Linked DNA regions of Mus musculus: region 1 is linked to region 2. A link is a contact called in public promoter capture Hi-C data. All regions are on one chromosome and are shown on one strand. Each heading gives the region's core, a stretch centred on a gene start, on an enhancer-like site or on the middle of the called end of the contact. The rest is flanking DNA. Distances are from core to core; before and after follow the strand shown. Region 1 holds the start of Pms1 (PMS1 homolog 1, mismatch repair system component). Region 2 has its middle 25 kb from the start of Nemp2.

Region 1 (3,603 bases), core at 413-2,912, 640 kb after region 2:
CACATTACACATCTATTACAATGGAATGGAAAATCTTGTTAACTTGCAGAAGATTACCATATTTCTAAGACATATGCATATTTTGGCTCAGAAGGCCACACCTCAATACTTTCCAAGCAAGCAAGTTAGAAATCTCAACAATACTGTAAGAATTCCCACCATATACATGGCACCTGCTCCTTCCTGAGTTTCTTAGAGCATTCTTCCTAATACCACTTCTGGTCAGCCCCTTAGTATTTCTCCTCTGAACGACTCCAATAACTACCAAATTGATATATGGATTTAAATATTTGTAAGTTGTTTCTATAATTAAAGTATCTTTGCTATCCTACTTTAAATTTTTAAGATTTTTCAACTGCTAAGTATGTTAAGTCCAAATTCCCTACTACCCTATCTCTCTAATTTCATCCCATTTTCCAAATGTACACACAGTACTAATCTGGTCACACTACAATGTGGCTCTCTTTACCTAGATGTGGTAGGATTTCCTGGGCCACATGACATTTTTCTGGGATGTCTTGTGTCAGTTCCCAAAACTCTTTTTCCATATTCCAATCTCCCAAGAGATTAGGCATCCCTTCGTTTTTTTAATTCAAACTCATAAATGGCTATTTTATTTATCTGTCCCTTCCTCTCTGGCTCATATTGCTTTGAGGGCAGTGAATGTATATTGAAAACATATTCAGGAATGTGGCATATTATTAAGGGGTGTGCACTTAAAGACCTCCTCTGAAAAGCCAGAGGGTTGATGTTCCAGCACACAACACATGGAGTGTGGGAAAAGAATTCATACCTAGTGAGGACAATCCTACTGTTGGAACAGTCCTAGTGTTAGAAAAGAAGTCATGTTTACTGAAGCCAATCAACAGTCCTGGAAGTATGCTGTGATCAGAAAGAGAAACTGATCTACAAAAGCAAAAAGATTAGAGAGCTTGGATTTTAGGGAGAAAACAGCAAATTTTACAACAGAATAAATCCAACCCAACCATCACACAGAACCAACACAAATAAAAGATACCTACACACACACACACACACACACACACACACACACGCACGCAAGCATTCTGTCAACTTTAAAATGTTTTTCAGAGTTATTTCTGAAATAAAACTCACAAAGTTTTATAAATACAAATCACCAAGGTTAAAAAAAAAAAAGTACTTTCAAAGATGATTTAGAAAGAGAATGGATTAATCAAATCTTTTTTTCCTCCCCTTCCTCATAGAGATGAACTTCTGGTATTCACATCTCTTCAGGATGTACACTGTCTTCATTGGGAATAACCACAAATTAATACCTTTTTGTGTGAGACAACGCACAGTGCTACAAGCCGCTACACTCTCTAGCAAGACAAAACTTTCCCACCTTGAACCCCAAGGGTCTGAGCTCCAACTACTGCCGAGCCAGCCCAGAGGCTTGAAACGCGTGCGCGCGAGCCCCGCAAATCCGCACCTAGCCCCGGGAGGCGCCTTCAGCCTCCCCGAGCATCACCGGGCACGCTCGTTCGCGGTGACACTACCTTCTAGCGCGCATTCACCACCCACAGCGGCAAGCACTCAGCAAACCCTGAGTTGCACGGCCTACTTCGCTGGACGTCCTTCGGACCGAAGCACGGCTGCGCTCAGCAGGACCCGCGCTCGCGCTCCTCTAAGGCCCGCCCACAGCAGGAAGTGGGATTGGCGCGGCTGGCAGCCAATCGGCTGCTCGCTAGAGCAGCTTGGCAGCCTTCCGGAAGCGGTGGGGCGCACCAGTAGCTCTAGCCAGAGGACCTACTGTGGCTGCCGCGGGAATTGTCCTGTGACCAGCCAGGAGCTGGCGGCCGGTAAGCTCGAAGGCTTCCTAGAGCTGCGGCACGGCCCAGAAGGCCTGCGGCAGAGCAGGTTCCTGCTGCCTCCGGGGCTCGCGCTGTGCACCCTAGGTGTCCGCAGGTGGTCGGCGCGCCGCGGAAGTGCAGCCGCGACTGGGGCGGTGGGTGTGCGCGGGCGGGGAGGGCCGGGTAGCGAAGCCTTTGCGGCACAACCTGCTGAGAAAGGGTTTCTAATCTAGCATAGGTGGCAATGTGAGGCTCTTTCCAGCGGGTTTGGGTTTTTAATTTTTTACGTTGTGTGGGATGTTCGAACTATTAAGCTTTAAAAGTGCATTATAGGTACTTGGTTATTATAGAAGCAAAATTTACGCGAGACTCTCCCTTAGTGTAACTTTCATCACTGCCTGTTCCATACATCTTGAGAAGCCGAAAGAACATTACACTCCAGAAACACTTGCGTAGCCGGGTGAAATTCCTTTCTTCAAACACTGCAATAGAAAGGATTTTAGGTATCTTTGAATAGAAGCTGAAATGTATTCTAGCGCATTTCCTTCTCTCAGACAACACCCATTTCAGTTTGATTGTAACAAAGTAAACTCTTAGGCCCCCCCAAAACTGTATGCTCACGACAATTGAGTACTAATACTAGAAATACTAATACTTAGTGTTTCTTCCTGAACATAAAAGGAGTAAGCGGGTGGGTGGGGGCGCGCGGAGGTAAATAAATAAATAAGTAGAGAGTTTGGCTAAAGAAATATTGAGAAAGATTCATGACTTTAACCTAGTTGTGGTACAAATTTGAACCCCTAACCCTATAAATTTTTCATTTTACATCAACAGCTTGTTATTTCTAGGTTCACTATTCAAATGGGGGCACACAGCCAGGCATTAGTGGCTTATACACTTGTAATCCCTCTACTCTACAGGAGGATACCTGTGAAAATGAGGACAGCCTGACCAACCTATACAGTGAAACCTTGTTTCAAGAGAGAGGGAGATCAAAGCAAAATGCTTTTGACCTCTGACTATGGCTAAAATGTTCCATTACATGTTAGCATCTTGCCACTCAGACTGGTTGAGCCAGTTCTGTCCCCCCACCCCCACACACACACATCTTTTTAAAATACTATTTTATTGGTGATTATTATATTTGACAAAACTAGCTCCACAGAGAAATAAAAGTAGTATGCGGAAAGCTCATAAAAGAAAACAAAAAGATGACCTGAAAATACAAAATGGGCTAGACTGCCACGGGAAGGGGAGTGGAGAGAGCAGGAGAGGGGATACACTAGAAACATGGTATAGGCATATATTGAAACATCGCAGTGAAACTGCTAACTTGAACAATTATATATTTAGCTCCTGGCTCTCACTCTGCTTACATTTTACATATATGTAATTTTTTCTTTTTTTAAAGAATTTTGAAATAGGGTATTGCTATTCGGCTAGGCTGACCTCAGATTTTGGCAATCCTCTTGAATGCTGGGATTACAGAACTGAACCAACACACCTGGATCCAGTTTGAGCTTTCTTTCCTATTATTCCATCTAGTTAAATTGACAGGCTAGAAAACAAGCTTTGGAAAAAGAAGCCATACAAATAAGCTTTGTCTACCTAACAGTAGTGACAGCCGGCACTGATAGTTTATTGCTTGCGCTGACCTCTGTAGAAGGCAGATTTTGGGGGTCTGTGTGTTCAGAGTGAGAAGGGGAGAAAATTGAAGTAACATTTTGTCATGTCAGAATGTGGGTGTTTAGGTTTCCAGCTATGGCACTGTTGATTTCTTTCTTTCCTG
Region 2 (3,822 bases), core at 709-3,208:
CAGACTTCCCATAAGTGATGTCTTGCATGACAGTTTGCATCACAGGAAGTGGTTTAAAGATAGAAACCCACAAAAATAACAGGAAGTAACAATCACTTTTCCTTAACATCTCTTAACATCAGTGGACTCAGTTCCCCAATAGAAAGACATTGATTAACAGACTGGCTACGTAAACAGGACCCAGCATTTTGCTGCATACAGGAAATGTACCTCAGTGACAAAGACAGAGACTACCTCAGAGTAAAAGGTTGGAAAACATTTTTCTAAGCAAGTGGTCCCAAGAAACAAGCTGGAGTAGCCATTCTAATATCCAATAAAATCAACTTTCAACCAAAAGTTATCAAAAAAGATAAGGAAGGACACTTTATACTGGTCAAATGAAAAATCAACCAAGAAGAACTCTCAATTCTGAATATCTATGGTCCAAATGCAAGGGCACCCACATTCATAAAAGAAACTTTACTAAAGCTCAAAGCACACATTGTACCCCATACAATAATAGTGGGAGACTTCAACACCCCACTTTCAGGAATAGACAGATCAGGGAAACAGAAACTAAACAGAGACACTAACAGAACTTATTAACCAAACGGATCTAACAATATCTATAGAACATTTCATCCTAAAGCAAAAGAATATACCTTCTTCTCAGCACCTCATGGTACCTTCTCCAAAACTGACCATATAATCAGTCACAAAACAGGCCTCAACAGATACAAGAAGATTGAAATTATTCCATGCACACTATCAGATCACCACAGACTAAGGCTGGTCTTAAATATCAATAAAAACAACAGAAAGCACACATACACGTGGAAGCTGAACAATGCTCTACACAATGATAACTCAGTCAAGGAAGAAAAAAAGAAAAAAAATGAAACGCTTTTTAGAATTTAATGAAAATGAAGACACATCATACCAAAATTTATGGGACACAAGGAAAGCAGTTGTAAGAGGAAAACTCATAGCTCTAAGTTCTCCCAAAAGAAATTGGAGAGAGCTTACAGGAGCTTGACAGCACACCTGAAAGCTCTAGAACAAAAAGAAGCAAATACACCCTAGAGGAGTAGATGGCAGGAAATAATCAAACTCAGGGCTGAAATCAACCAAGTAGAAACAAAACCAACTCTACAGAGAATCAAAATCAGAAGCTGTTTTTTTGAGAAAAATCAACAAGGTAGATAAACCCTTAGCCAGACTAACCAGAGGGCACAAAGACAGTATCTAAATTAATAAAATCAGAAATGAAATACAACAAAATATATCTTAAAATGATTCTGTTTGTTGAATATTAACAGTTGAAAATACTAAAATCATGTTCTACAAACAATAAAGCCAACCAACCAAACAAAAAAAGATAGAAATCCTCAGAGACACAGTAGGTACATATCCACTGTAAGAGTCACAAGCAGCCCATAGCACTCATACTGGGACAACAAAAGTAGCCTACAATCTTGTCAGGACGTTTTATTGGTAAGGCTATTGCTTGGGATGCTGATTTAAGGTTTTAGAGAATGTCTAGAAATCAAGAATAGAAACAAACACACATAGGTTTCAGGCACACAGAACTCATGGCTTGGCTATTTATGTCTTGTACCACCGTGGACGCTTTCCCTCCCACTAGGATGGGAAGGTGGTAGGCAGGGCTCTGGTGTTAGCAAGAGTTGAGTCTGTGTCCTGGCTCTGACCATGATCCCATAACTTAGGCCCTATTCGCTTAAGAATCCTCATATTTTCAATGGGGAAGGTTATGTATACCAGGTAGGGCTTTTGAAAAACAAATGACCTAACCATGGATGAACTTCCCCTTTTGCAGCTGCTCTACTTAACTGATATGCCGAGAGGCATATTGCTTAGGAGTCCCATGAGCAAGCTGCAAATCCCCGGGAGTGCTAGCCACCTGCCTGCTTTCTGCCACTGCAACTTCCTGCCACTGCAACTTCCTGCCACTGCAACTTCCTGCCACTGCAACTTCCTGCCACTGCAAGCTCACTAGGACGATAAAGTAGCACTGTCCTATGACTCTGGCTCTTGAGCTGTGCTGGCCTTTGGCATGTACTATTACTCTGCTTTAAGAATAGTCTAGTTACAGAGACAAAATTTGGAGCTGTGACAAAAAAGATGGACCATCTAGTGATTGCCATATGCAGGGATCCATCCCATAATCAGCTTCCAAACGCTGACACCATTGCACACACTAGCAAAATTTTGCTAAAAGGACCCAGATATAGCTCTCTCTTGTGAGACTATGCCGGGGCCTAGCAAATACAGAAGTGGATGATCACAGTCAGCTAATGGATGGATCACAGGGCTCCCAATGGAGGAGCTAGAGAAAGTACCCAAGGAGCTAAAGGGAACTGCAACCCTATAGGTGGAACAACAATATGAACTAACCAGTACCCTGGAGCTCTTGTCTTTAGCTGCATATGTATCAAAAGATGGCCTAGTCAGCCATCACTGCAAAGAGAGGCCCATTGGACTTGCAAACTTTATATGCCCCAGTACAGGGGAACGCCAGGGCCAAAAAGGGGGAGTGGGTGGGTAAGGGGTTGGGGGGGTGGGTATGGGGGACCTTTGGGATAGCATTGAAAATGTAAACAAGGAAAATACCTAATTAAAAAAAAAGAATAGTCTAGTTAATAGCATCGAGCCAAGTTGGGTTCACACAGAACTCTAGGGTAGCATAACTTCCTGCAGGCAGAGAGGAGCAGGACAAATCACTATGGTAGTGATTCCTAGCCTCAGCTTTGACATCCCTGAGTATTTCTAAGGATCTCAAGAGAGGTTATAAAATTCTCAAATCAAGTTTAATTGGAATTCACTTTAATATTTTTCAAGTGACATATGGCACTGTAAGAACAGGAAGAAAAAGTCACAAAGTCCACAAACTCGTGAAGGTGTCAGCTCAAAAGGCTAGAAATTACTGCACTGTTGGATCGACGCTCACAGTAAACATTTTGTAACGAAGGCATATTGAATTTGGTGTCATTCATTACAGAGCAGAGGATGTTCTCTTGTTTGGTCACGTGTTTTTCATTTACGAAATATTTAAAAATGGTATTTACCTTTTATTTCAATACACCCACTGTGCATTTCCCAAACCAGCAGCTTTTCAAAGAAATCAACCAGAATTGTAAACACAAGATACAACGCTCTGATTCCCTACAGTCACTTTCACAATCCACATACTGTACATTCATAGGTGGGGCTCAGCCTGTCTCCCACTTCATTTCTGTAATTGCACGAGCATAATAAATACATCTGATTTTAAAGGTCACTTAAAATGAGCCTTGGGGGTTGACAGTGCAGTACCATTCAAGTGCAAAAGTAACCATCAGCTTAATTGTTCCCATCATTCCAAGCTGTGTTTTGTAGTGAAGCTAGGCATCCAGGTGTAGAATGTTTCCTCCCGAGGCAGGGGCAGGCAGAACGGTCACACAGAGGCCTTCACTGTACAGCTGATCCTGTCTCCTATGTTAGAGGCTAGGGTGAGCTTCCATTTCGAACCATTCTGGTGTCCATCCACAATATGACTGACCCCCATTCAACCACAGCAGCATCCCCCTTCCATATAGGCAGGCATCCCTTGGCTTCTTACAGCCTCTGCTTTCCTTCTAGGAGCAAGCTCTACATGCAGTCACCCAAGACACCCTCTATCTGGGGTGGTACCTGGTGTAGTTTGTAGCTCAAACCCAAAAGTTTTCAGTGTATGACTATGGTTTGGGGGAGAAGAATATTCTAAGATTCTTGTCTTAAGTCTTTAGAAAGTCATTCTTATTCCCAGAATTCCCATTCCTGGTTCCCTACTTACTCCTTCACAAA

What was found. Promoter capture Hi-C pulls out the DNA fragments that hold promoters and counts their contacts.
Region 1: a contact with region 2 is called in a promoter capture Hi-C map of pre-B cells, with 5 times the contacts expected there. The contact joins the promoter of Pms1 here to the enhancer-like site in region 2. A contact is called at or near these places in 4 of 39 promoter capture datasets (the C10 cell line, hippocampal neurons and pre-B cells), 4 of 115 datasets of contacts at active chromatin or transcription factors (astrocytes, forebrain, large pre-B cells and 1 more) and 2 of 9 other capture datasets (adipose tissue and liver).

What each region holds. Positions count from the first base shown.
Region 1 is chr1:53,295,366-53,298,968 of GRCm38.p6, forward strand. It overlaps Pms1 (PMS1 homolog 1, mismatch repair system component), which reads right to left and starts at 1,663. Exons shown (of 13, transcript NM_153556.2): 1 at 1,521-1,663. It overlaps Ormdl1 (ORM1-like 1 (S. cerevisiae)), which reads left to right and starts at 1,730. Exons shown (of 4, transcript NM_145517.4): 1 at 1,730-1,823.
Region 2 is chr1:52,653,498-52,657,319 of GRCm38.p6, forward strand. It overlaps a transcript of Mfsd6 not described here. Among named protein-coding and RNA genes, the nearest start is that of Nemp2, 25 kb to the left of the region's middle. Within about 2 kb of position 1,959, at least 81 of the 459 cell types and tissues checked have an H3K27ac peak or open chromatin away from gene starts, as enhancers often do. A contact at or near this core is called in memory CD8 T cells and pre-B cells, where this site is marked.